Linked DNA regions of Dromaius novaehollandiae: region 1 is linked to region 2. The links are chromatin contacts, called in public Hi-C maps. All regions are on one chromosome and are shown on one strand. Each heading gives the region's core, a stretch centred on a gene start, on an enhancer-like site or on the middle of the called end of the contact. The rest is flanking DNA. Distances are from core to core; before and after follow the strand shown. Region 1 overlaps RIOK1 (RIO kinase 1). Region 2 has its middle 36 kb from the start of BMP6.

Region 1 (5,973 bases), core at 1,072-3,571, 120 kb after region 2:
GATAGCAAAAGGCCCTCTCACCTTCTGAACACCAGACAAATCCTTCTTCAATCCTGTCACAGTCTGATACAGAATCTACACCCAGGGGTAGAGAAATAAAGTTATGTTATCAAAATATGACTCTCATATCTAGTACCTAGATAAAATGGGTATCTCATAAAAGATAGTGACATAAGCATTAGTACTAACCAGACCATTTTAAGTACAACAGTAGTTTCTTTTACTATCAATTTTTAGTAAGAAGAATTCATATCCTCTCCCCCTCATTTGCAGGGCTTCAGGATGTCTACTCACATTATCCTGCTGAACATTCAATGCCATGTCCTCCTCCTTCAATTTCATCATTATATCCACATCTCTCTCATAATTTTTAACTTCAGTCAAAGTTCGAGGTATGTAAGCCTTCTTAAACACCTAGTAGATTGAAAGGAAACAAGTAGATTTACTAATTTACATATAGTTTCTTGATGTTCTTCCTTCCTAATGATGCATCTTTAGGAGAATAATTGTGAGGGGTTTCATGGCTCCGAGAAGCTCAAAAGGAATAAGGCAGTAACCCCACCAACATATCCACTGAAGGATATCTTTTTTTCTTTTTGCTGGAGCAGACTAACATGGAACTCATACATTCTTGATAGCTCATATGACCACCAGCAGCCCACTTATTTGTGACCTTCTCCAGTCCCTTCGCTTTCCTCTTAATTGATTTGAGTTTTAAGGTTTTGTTTTCTAAGAATTTTTTTCTTATGTTTTTATTGTGAGGTTTAACAATGCCTTCAGGAGGCAACTCCATTAAAAATGCATTGTTTCAACTTAATCTTTATACAAATAATCTCTCTGTCAATATACACCCCAACTCACAAAAGGTTCCTGAAGTAGTACAGTAAAGTAAAACCTAACCCCCATCAACATCATCTTACTTCAGATTTGGAATGTGATCTTTTGAGACTGTAGTCCAGCAAACTGAAGTCACTACCACATCAGATACATTTTTATTTTCCATGGAGTCCACTGGTGCTAAATCAGTCCCATCACCTGACTACAAACATGCTTTACAATCACGACTAGACCAAGTGTTGTACAAACAGCAAAGACCCTGTCTCCACAGAGCTTGCATGTAATAAGCTCCACTCTTTCGTGAGTGAGAAAGCACCACAACTAGCCTGAAGTCACATGAGAAGTCTGTGAGAGCAGAAACTCAACTCAGATGGTACTAAACCATCTCTCCCACAGGACAATGCCTTTTCATAAGCAAAGGCTCTGTTTCTGAGAATAATTTGTTTGCAAAAGGTGGGCATGTAACAAAATAGTAATCTCTGGCCCTATACTTCAGTGGGACCTCAGGAACTCTTCTTAGGAAACAAAAGTCTTTTCTTGGCCAAGCTTGAGCCAGAAGCAGTCAGTAAAACCTGCAGAGCTCCAAGAGGAAAAGAAAAGTCTTTAGTAAATCAAGCAGTGCTGACTCCAACAACAAATGCCTGGTGAACTAACATGAGTACATTCCCACTGATAAAAATTCTACTCAAGACAAAATTTTTTTTAAACTTTTCTGGAACAGAAACATAAGATTATAAATCAAAGCTTTCCAGAATGCTAGCCGTTTTCAGTAATACAAACGGAACAGATTTGTGATGGTTTCTCCTGCATGCAAAAGCAAGGTAGAGAAACAGTAAGTAGAAGAACCGAATTAGACTGGGAAGAGAGCTAGACGGACAATCTAGTCAATGTACTGATTATCCCACGAATATTGCTGTTGCTGTGCTATTGGTTCAATCACATTGGCACAATCAGATCTCAGTTTCTTTGTTGTTGACACATCTTCCAGTTCAGGATCAGTTAAGCCACAAGTAAATGCATTGGTTTACAAAGTGGAGTGTCTGCCTTCCAATTTCTGATCACTGTCTCTTAAGCTTTTACACATGGCATCTCTCTATACTTTGTCTCCTCAGCTAGTTCAGGACATACCGGTATCATAAACATTGTTTTGTTTATCAGCTGTAAATTCTTCCAAATTAAAGAATAATTTTCATTGCTTAGAAGAGGCAAGATTAATATTAATTTCACAGCAGGAACAAAAATCCTCACTCACTTCCTCATCCACTTTATCTTGACTGGATCTTTCCTCCTCTGTTCTTTTGGATGCTATTTCCATTGCCTAAAGAAATATGAAACAATATAATGTTACCATGCTACAGAATCACATCATTTAATCCAACTGACCGTTCACATCTAGATTTCTCCCTGTATTCTACTCCTATCACTCAAATTCTACAGCTTTCCTCATAGCAGTGCCTTGAGCGACACCTAACGGTACCTGGCATTTCTGCAGAACGCACTCATGACTGCAGATTTGCCTCGTTAACACTTGAAGAACACACTCCCTGATCCTTCCAGACCAAATTATGCAGGCCCAGCATGACTACAGGAAATAACAGCACAAGGAATATAGTGAGGAGGGCCCCAGTACTGGACTTTGTTTTTCTCACTGTCACACACATTGAGTAAACCAGGAGAGCACAAGCGAGGGGAACCCTGCAGCACAGCTCTGCGTCACTCAGCCTCCAGTTATAACAGGAAGTACACAACATCTGAAAATACCCATAACATACTGGTATTTGGACAACATTCAGCCTCTGCCTCATGGTCTTGGCCAGGAGTATGTACACATCGTATCTCCACTCCTGGCCGGGTTTACATGGCTTAGATTTGGCTCCTCCCCATTTTGGTTGCTTCAACTAGAAGAGCTGCTTTTTCATCTAACTGGAAGCAAAGGAATGGCACCTAGAAAAGAAACATTTACCTCATCCTGGAATCAGTATGTCCCACCAGCCACTACATCTGGCTAGCAAGACTGTGTTCTTTGGAGTAATATTGCCTTGAGTGATTCTCTTCCTTTTCCAATTTCTCCCTGCTTAAGTCTGCATTCTTAATTCCTTTATCTATATAAATACGGTTATGCTTCTGCCAGGTATCTGCAGAGCTAAATAAGCTTTTCTCTCCTTTCCAAAAAGGAAGAACTAATTTAGAGCATCTCATTTTTAATGTAAGTAGCACCTGAAATGGACATCTGAGTTTTAGCAATTAGGCTTCAGAAAACCTAGAATGAAAATGTGTTCATTCTATAATGGTACATAAGCAAAAGATCCACATATATGTTTGAAGTACTGGCATGACAACATCAGGAACCAACCCACTTCAAGAGCAGGCTGTAGAGTAAGTGAGATGGAGTTTGAACCAAATGTGAGTATTTGGTTCAAACTTTCTTATACAACCAATGAGGCCTTGAGGTCTTACCTTAGAGAGGTAATCATCCAGGTTCTCACTTGTAATAGAAGGATCAGTAATAAACTCAAACAGCTCCCTCACAGTCATCACTGCAACACTGCGCTTCTGGAAAAAATCTACAAGGAATCAAAGGCAGAGACAAAAAATAAAAGTCATTGTGTGACACATGCAACCATTATGTTAAAGTGACAGTTACAGCAAAATAATTGCCCTGATGATTTGCAAAAGTCTCAGTTGCACATATTGCATCTTACTGGGTTTGGTTACCAAAGCACTCTTGGCCATCTAAAATAAAACTATCTTCCAGATAGTTTTATTATCTATCTGGAAGAAGAGAAACTAGTTAAACATCAAAGCCAAATCAACTTTCAGCAGGAGTCAGGCTGAATGGGGCAGGGGTCGATAAAGAAGAAGTAAACAGTTTAGGACAGGTGCAGTACTTGCAATGACCAAGATGAAAAACATGAATATTTCAAAGAATAAGGTCTGCAGACCTCAAACTTTTGTCAAAGAAAATGAGAAGTATCCACTGAAGCACTGTACAGCCTAATTATGATCCACCTTAGTATGAGGACACACAGGGCACAGTAGCATACTAACGCTTTCTCTATTATTATGCTCAAAAAAAATTTTTTTTTTTTTTGAGTCAAGTATAATTAAATTTGGAGGCTGTACTTCTGGAGAGAACATAAAGCTAGGCATTTCTCACAGTCTCACAGTCTCTGTAGCAGGATTGCACAGAGAAAACTGTAGTGGGGGAAAAAGTCAAAAAAAAAAAAAAAGCTCAGTAGGGCACCAGCATTTAGGGAGAGCAAGCCAAAATAGACAATAAAAAACAAAACAAAACAAGGTACAAATATCTGATTCAGAAGGAATTAACCAGAAATTCATGAACAGAAGAGGAATAAGAAACAACTAGCACACTGGGCATCAACAAACACACAGAATCAAAATGCAAAACAGATCTGTTTTACGGATTTTCTAGTGTCTCTTAAAATAAGAAAAAATGCATGGAAAATAAAGGGCAGAGCAGGGGGGGTGGCGGGAAGCAGTTTGCAGCAACATACTTCTTGCCCTCTGAGAGGTCCAGAGCCTAGTGGAAGACAGGTCTGTCACACATACTCCCACATACTACATGAAGACCAAATCTTTAAGAGAAAAATACTATAAAAGGTACATTGTTGATCAGAATACTACAATAAGTGATGCTTCTCTAATAAGTTAGAGAATGCCTCCATCTTCTAAGCTGAGCTGGACCAGTGCAGGGAACTTTGTAATACATAGTAACTCTCCAGCTGAGGAATTCCAGCTATGGGTTCCAGTCACAGAAGGAAACGGATCAGCCTGTCTGCACACTCCTTAAAATAAGGGCAGCTAAGATGAGTGTGGGCGCTGCTGAAAGCTTGGACTCTGATCCTTGCTTTCTATTGCAAATATGAAATTCAAACTCACTTTGGCCAGATAATTTCTAGTAAAATGGGTTACATAGTCTTCCCAGCTCAGCACAGCCCATAGTTCCCTGAGGAAGCCATGAGAACCTAGGAGAGGGAACATTTTAACTAAAGTTTGACAGCTTCGACAGTCAAGAATCATAGCTGAAAGAACATAAGGAAGAACACAGTTCACCTTCCTAAACAAACAAGCCATCAGAACCAGAGCTAAAGTGCAGCCCACGCACCGTTAACATTGGCACAATCCTTTCGCAGGAACTCCAGTGCATGTGGGTGGTCATGTTCCACCGCCTGAGACACATCGATGATGTATACTTCCCCGCTGTGGTACCTGCAAACAGACATGCAGAACTGCACTGATTCCACAGGACTGTTACATGGAAGATAAAGGAGGGGCATAAGAAGTGTACTGCAAACTTAAGAATCAGCAGACAATCCTAACATTTTTCTAGCATGTATCTCACATATTAGGGCCAGAGGTGGTCTTTTTTTGTCAATCCCTTCCCTCCTTCACGCAGGCTGTATTAGTAAACTTCAGAGGAACACAAAAAGCAATGGTGGAGGCAGGGGAGGGAAGAGAGGAGGAAGAAAAAAGTGTGTGTGTGTAAATAGTAAAAATATATGTATACATATATTTTTACATATATCTTGCTGATTTTTTCATTAGCTGGCAGTTTTTATAGAGAGATTTCAGATGTGGGTTAAGAGCTACATAATTAAGTAAACAAACTGAAAGTCACAGTCTTGAGAAGCACCCCCCCCCAAGTAGATTAGTACTTCAAATGTACGCACAAAAGCTGCCAACACATACATTTTAGATGTTACAATTCAGAGCAAAGTTTAAAAACATACAGCATATTAAATTCACTGAGATCTGCATGAATAAGTCTGGCATCTTGATACATTCTTCTCATGTACTGGATGATTTGCAGGTACAGCTCCCGGACTTTTGAGTCAGATAACTGAGCATTCTTCAGCAGAGGAGCAGGCCTTGAAATTACCACACAAATAAGACAAAGTGAGTACTTTTTCCTTCCTACCAGCTGTAACTGCTTTAACTGCAGTACTTGACCCTTCTGCTCAGTAAGTGGAAAGCCCACCCTGACTGACTTGAGCAAAGTGCACGGAATCAGCCTGTCAGGCAGCAAAACTTGGTATATGCTTGCCAGAGATACTGGGAGCTCTGTTTCCAACATAAGCTAAGACATTGGACCATGTTACATTAATGTTTGTACTA
Region 2 (6,768 bases), core at 1,769-4,268:
TTTAAAGCATGCCATAAAATGTACCATTTCTGGAAGTCAAGATGTATTATCATTTCTGTGGATGTACAAAGAGCCAGAATACTTGTGTTTCATCACTATGTATTTGTCAAGTCTGTGTGAACCATGTAGGAGGCCGGCCTCTTACAAAAACACATCCTGGCCATAGAAAAGGAAGTAGCAACACCTGGACATTGTTTTTTGGTAGCGCGTTTGAAATACCAGCTTAATCTGTAACTTTCCCTGCTCTGCTGGGCTAGCTGCTGTGACCTGTGCAAAAACTAAAGGTGAAAGTATTTTATAGTACACTGATTTCCTTCTTTCATTTGTCAGTGTGGAGCACTCTTTCATTTCTCAGTGTGGAGCACACTGACAGTGAACAGGAGGCTCCAGACAGAAGAGCTTTCACGTCAGACTGGCACAGACAGTGGCGGATTCCCAAACACAACAGTTCTTCTGCAGTGGGAGACTCAGCTCTAGTGTCCTGTCTTATGATCGATTTAGTCCTTCCTTTGTTGAGAAGGACAATTAATGCAACAAGTTGAAGGAACTCAGACTGCAATATCTCAAAAAGTATTTATACTTGTGGTTACACTCCTTTTTCTTTGTGGAATTCACCAGCAAATTTAACAAACTATGTCAATTCACTAACTGATCACTTACAGGCGGTAGGTGTATATGGGAAAAGCACCATTTTCTCAGTCATCCTGAAGATCAGGCCTCCAGATAAACAATTTGATGGTTGTTCATTTGAGTGGTTCACCCTAGAAAGGTTCGTTTTACACTGTTAAAGCTGAATAGAAACAATAAGAGAGAGAATATGGAGTTTGGCATTTATTATTGTAAAACTCCAAGGCCAGTTAATTCACTGTACCTTGTTGCCTTTGTTCCCTGGCTCTCCAGGATTTCATTCAAGGAGAGAATTGGAAAGTTGCATTTGAAATTACTCTTAATGTCATTAATTTGATGTGTTCTATTTTTTTCCCTACCATATTTCAGCCACATGTCTCAAGTTTCTGTTTCCTAAATGACTGTGTTGAGCTCACCCAAGTTTGTTTATAGGCCACGTTTTAAGAAGAAACACATTTTAAATTAAGGGTCATATGACTAGAACTTAAGGAAGCATCTGCATTTTGCTTTTGCAAGTATTCTGTGGTGAGGTGAAGACTTTTTTGTAAGCTTTCTGGAAGAATCTTTGCTTTTTGAAAATGTTTTCTGAGAAGAGTTTTGCGTTTGATAATGCAAAATGCTATTGCTAATGTGGGAGAGGCAAGAAAACATCAATTTTTTTAGCATGATTTTATGCATCAATAGAATTAGGAAAAAAACCAGCCTACTTCTCCAGCCATACAGGCCTTTATCACTCACATATTCCTCATTTCAAGGGACATCACTTGGTTTAATACCAAAATATCTATCAAAAATGAAAATTGGTATTCCCTCTTAGTGTTACAGATGTAACTTACTTCAACTGTAAAGATCAGCAATGTCTAATCTTGAACTAAACTGACAGAATTCTTTCCATGGGACTTTAAGATGCCTGCACTGATGGTTCTCTGTGGGTTCTTTCTCTTTCTTTTTGGATTTTTATCGTATGCTACATCATTTATTTGGGTCTTAGAAGGTTAAGAAGTATGTCTAAGCCTCAACACCATGGTGCCCAAGTGTTTCCCAAATTATTAAAAGCAGATATAGCAAAACATGAACATATATTTTTACATCTAGTGCAATCGTTAGTATTCTGACCCCAATTCAGAAAAGGGTGTATATCCAGGAAAAAAAAATCAACATATTTAACACATTTAACTAAACATTTGTAAAAACCACACTGAAGTAGTAGGCCTTAAGCAGATGACTAAAGTTAAACAAGGTATTTCCGTGAATGATATACTCATCCTATATTCAATTACCTACCAGTGTCACAAGAAAGCAGAACTGCAAAACACTGTTGCTATTGAATAAAATATAATGTGACGCCAGTTTCAAACCAGTTATGCATTTCCTGTAGGTCATAAATGAGTATAATATTTCTGCTTATCTAACTGCTTCTCACAAAGTTTGCATCTTTCTGCACAGCTTCACTCGTTATGACGGATACGTCCAGATGGAACCAGTAGCAAATGGCCCATCGATTCCAGCCACAAGAGAACAATCTGGAAGACAATTTAAATTATAGATTAGTGGAAAGTGAATTAGAATGATATCTTCTGAGACCAGCTTGTGGTCTTCTGAAACTGTAAAAAGACGAAATAGTATGTTGATTTATATTGAATTACCAGGCCTTTGCCAGTTGCAGAAAAGGATCAGTAGTCAAAAGTGATGAGTTCTGTGAGGAACTAATACCAAACTAAGAATCCTAAACTATGGCAGTAATAAAAGTACTAAGAGCCTGTACAGAGTTCAGTAACTCTTGGGAAACAATGGATTCACTTTGAAGTTGTTACACAGAGCTACACAGTTTTTGGTTTTGTTTCAAAAAAATCTGGTTGAAAACAAAGTTTGGTTTCCTTTCTCCAGTTTTCTAGTTGCAAAGCTGTGGGCTTAGTCTAAACAAAACTACCACTGATTTGTTAAAAAATCTGCCCCATCCCTCCTGACCCAATTATTTCATCCCTTGATATTTGCTAAGAGAATAAAGAGCAGCAGTGGTTTTTCCTCTGTCTCTGAGGACCCCCAGGGGTCTGCAGACTAATTTTAAGGAGTTCAAGAAATGTAATTAAGAAAAGCATCTCTATTACTAGTCAGCTTAAATAAGGCATTCAGGGACTGTTGTGTCCTTGGAAAAAAATAGAGGGTCTGCCAACTGAAAAACTAAAACTCCCTATGTGCCCTTCATGTATACATCTGTGTCTGCACTTTCCTTTCACATCTGCATTCCTGTGGGCATTTGCACCAGTTTCCTTGTTCCAGTCACATCTCCTAGCCTGGCCAGGCTGTTGCTTTTGCAGTGCTTGTGACTGGCTGCGACTAGCTGCCGGGGTCTCTCCACTGGCTGCCCTGATGCCGAAGCCGGCGGGCCTTCTGCCACGCCACGGATTTCAGGGAGGTGAACTTCCCTTTCCTGACATGGACAAGCTGGGGAGCCACTAGATGGCACTTGCAAAACACACTTTTGCACACTCTGTCCAGCTAGCTACACATCTAGACAGCAACAGCATGGTGCCTGGGAAACCTATGTAATAAATGCTGTTCGTCGAAACTTGCTCTGATTTCCGAAAACAACTAACATTTTCAGGAGGTTGACAAAGCAAAACCCCTTTTTTACCAAAGACAGGATTTCTTCTGCTCTCCCCACCACCTCTAGCATCTTCCTCTCTGAAATACAAGGCCATCAGTACATAACCGTGGCATGTTTAGTGTAACATGAGATAACTCCTACAACATCTGTAAGGAGAGAAACTTCCTGACGGATAAGATTCACAACAGAGTGGGAGCAGCAGCATCTTTTCTAGTTTGGGACCTATTTGAGAAGTCAGATTTCCCAGCTGTGAGACTAGAAAAGCTATTGTATTTTGAGTGTATTTTCTGTGTTTCTTAGCTGTTTCATCCCTTTTGAGTTGCTTATGCTAGAGGCAATGATGACTGAAGAGCTTGATTTTATACATACAAGACTAAAAATCTTATTTTAGGCAGTAAGCTCTTCAAGGCAGGGCTGCTTCTTTTTATGTTTCTGTGTGCTCAGCACCATGGCAGTGCACACTGAATGAAACCTCCAAACTCTCCCACAGTATAGATCATTACATCAAAAATAATCCAAACATGTAAGATCACAACATGTTGCTAATTAGCCATTAGAAGTATAGTGACTACTTTTTGCCCCAACGCAGAAGGGAAGGGAACCTGCTATCCAGGCAGCAGAGGGCAACGATCTGTTTGGCCTCTTTATAAGTGGTTTTCCAATCAATATAACTTTGGGATACCTGAAATATGGAAATCACTAATTGTGTGTGCTACTATTCAAAACTCACTGCCAGAGACTGAAAATTTCTAATTTTATTTTCTCTTTCATCACTCATATAGTCTACTCCTGTCTACAACATCTGCCAACCATATGTCAGCATCTTCAGTTCTTCAGTGGTGTTATTTTTCAGATCTTTAGACACATGGTACATAAGGTTAGCTGAGGTTTAATGGCTCTGAGTGTCTCTCTTTTCCCAGTAGTGGAAAGATTGCCTGTTTATAGGCTTCACAGTCTCAAGTCTTGAAGGAATTTCTGCTGAGGAGAAAGCTAGATTTTCTGCTGTTGACATCAGTGGCATAATACCATGCCAAAATAGGTGATCTGTGAAAGCACCTACATTGCGCTAAGTACAAGAAATATAAAGCTCTGGGGGAAAGTCTCACAGTTCAGAAGTTGACAGTTGAGGAAAAGGTCAGAAGATGGTTGTATTCATGAACCAGGCAAGGCTTTGTTCACTAAGCTAGCATTTCTGATGGCATATGGAAACCTCATTAACTGGCAGAGTCTGCTTAGTCTGTGAGGATTTGGGATTTTTGTTAACAGGGAAGCATTTTAAGTGCTTTCCAGGGTGATGTCTTTGTGCAAATATGAGGGAAGACAGTTTTTATGAAAACGTTATGAAAATAAAACACATACACAAAAAAATACCAAAAATAACCTTTTTAAGTTGCAAAGTTGAACATGTCAGTGTCAGGAAATACCGGAAATAAAGTTATGTATGGAACAGTAATTTTTTGTGTGTATGTCTACAAATTCTGTTAGTCTTTAATTTCATGATAATGGGCTGGTGGTGTTTCTTTCCACACTAATCCTGTGTTATTCAGAATGTACTAACTGATTGTTCATGTATTTTGTTACTGATATTTATTTTATCTGCTGTCACTCAATGTACAGCTCTCGGCCTTATTCGCTGCACACAGTTTAAACCCTGCTGTGAATTGCTCATCCACTTTTCTACAGCATTCATCACTTGAATAACTAAGTGCTTCATAAATCATTTATTTTCATAATGCACATGTAAAGTTATGGTAAATGAGAACAAGAGATCTTACAGGTGGGAAAGGAGGCAAAGAGAGATTAAGGTTAAGAACATTCCTTTTGACTGCTTAGCTTGCAGTCAACTTGCCTACAACATGACTTTTTGCATGTTTACCATTAAGTATTACCTTACATTGGCAAGTAGTGTTCTACTGGAGCTCCCACAGAAAATTAAACACACAGAAGTCATGAAAAAAATAGTTTAAGTGACTCATTAGCATCAAGAATAGCAAAAGGACACAAGCTCAGAGAGGCATTTACCTCTTGACTATATGACACCTTTACTCTTTTCACAACCCTCTGCCTGATGTCCTAGTGTCACATCTGGGGCAAAAGAGATAAATCAAGGCAGATAACAATGCCTTCATTACACAGCCTTGATGTATCTGCAGAAAAAGTTTCCACCTTGTGCCATCAATGAGGTAAGACTTCTGCTGAAAAAGAATGATGGGAATAATTAAAGTGTATCCTAATGTTACCACCAAAGAGCCATGTGAAAGGCTGATCAATAAAATTTGTCAGCTTTTGAGTCCTTGAAAGTTAATATCCTTTTGGTGTGTGTGACATGACATGCCAATTTTCTAGCTTTTTTAAAACAGTAACTGGAATGCCTTATCCCTCTCCACCCCCCCCCCCCACCCACCCACCCCCCCCCCCCCCAGCCAATGAAGCTCTTTCTTACAGTATCATGTTAACACTTTGAGGAAATTCCAACTTTTAACATAACACACAGAAATCTGCCACTTATGATGAAAGTGCTGCTGAAGCAAAGCTGACATTTCTTTGCAAATCAGCCATGGAGAGAACTGCAACACAATTGTTTGCCAGAAAAATGGCAAGTCTCTGTAACCCCCTTCAGGTGGGGAAGGCAATGTACTCTGGAGGCCACAGATTCCTTCGCCCGTTCCCTTCAAAACGGACTAGTTTTGTTCACCAGTCCACATCATGCCCTTGTCCTTATTCATTTTTGTCTCCTTCTCCTTAGTTCTAGTGTCCTTACCTACTAAATCACCTTTGACTTCTCATAGTGGCTCCAGTCTTCATGCCTTTTCCCCCACTGAGCTCACCGTCTGAGTCCAAGTCTCCCTCATTGCCTTTCTCCCTCCCTTTCTCCCTCCTTGTTTCTTTGCCCAGGCAGCTCCAGTTTCCCATTCCTAGTCCTTCACTCAAGCTGTCTGGCTCCTGCTATTCCTGCAATGGCTCCCACTCTAAGTCTCCAACTCCAGACTTACTCAATTTCAGTGACCCTACCTTTGTAATGAATTTATTTTCTTCTCAAGATTTCTCCAGGAAAATCTTCTTCTAACATAAGCATAAAAGAGAAATGCATTTGCTTAGGCTTTGTCACACAGATGCCTGGTCTAATGTAGCTTTTAAAGCATTGCTTTTTAGTTAAGTTATATTCTACATCTGGGTGGACATTTTTATCAAAATAAGGCTACTTTAATTTCACATCTGTCACTGTTTAACTCTCCTGACTATTCTCAAGTATAAATGAGACTTTAGGAGATGAATCTTTGGACATAGAATCAACTGGTGTCAATGAGTGATCTGAGCACTGTTCTTGCACTGATTTAACTCTGACTGTATCATATACCCTGTTCATGGTGTGAAACAAACAAAAAGCACAACACTTCTCTGCAAAGCCAGAGACCAGAATTCAGAGGTATCATTAATGTGTGAGGGGGAGTGTCTCTGCAATGCAACGTTCTGCAACACTTTCATGCAAAGCTAGTAATAGCACTGTATTCCATTTTAGTCTGTCTTTTATG

The links. A called contact is a pair of places that touch in the nucleus more often than the background predicts.
Region 1: a contact with region 2 is called in a Hi-C map of brain, with 6 times the contacts expected there. The contact joins two enhancer-like sites. A contact is called at or near these places in 2 of 4 Hi-C or Micro-C datasets (brain and ovary).

What each region holds. Positions count from the first base shown.
Region 1 is chr2:102,569,055-102,575,027 of bDroNov1.hap1, forward strand. RIOK1 (RIO kinase 1) reads right to left here. Exons shown (of 16, transcript XM_064507066.1): 9 at 5,589-5,726; 10 at 4,964-5,067; 11 at 3,295-3,401; 12 at 2,090-2,155; 13 at 295-414; 14 at 22-75. Among named protein-coding and RNA genes, the nearest start is that of RIOK1, 11 kb to the right of the region's middle. Within about 2 kb of position 2,322, at least 2 of the 2 cell types and tissues checked have open chromatin away from gene starts, as enhancers often do.
Region 2 is chr2:102,451,538-102,458,305 of bDroNov1.hap1, forward strand. No RefSeq gene overlaps it. Among named protein-coding and RNA genes, the nearest start is that of BMP6, 36 kb to the left of the region's middle. Within about 2 kb of position 3,019, at least 1 of the 2 cell types and tissues checked has open chromatin away from gene starts, as enhancers often do.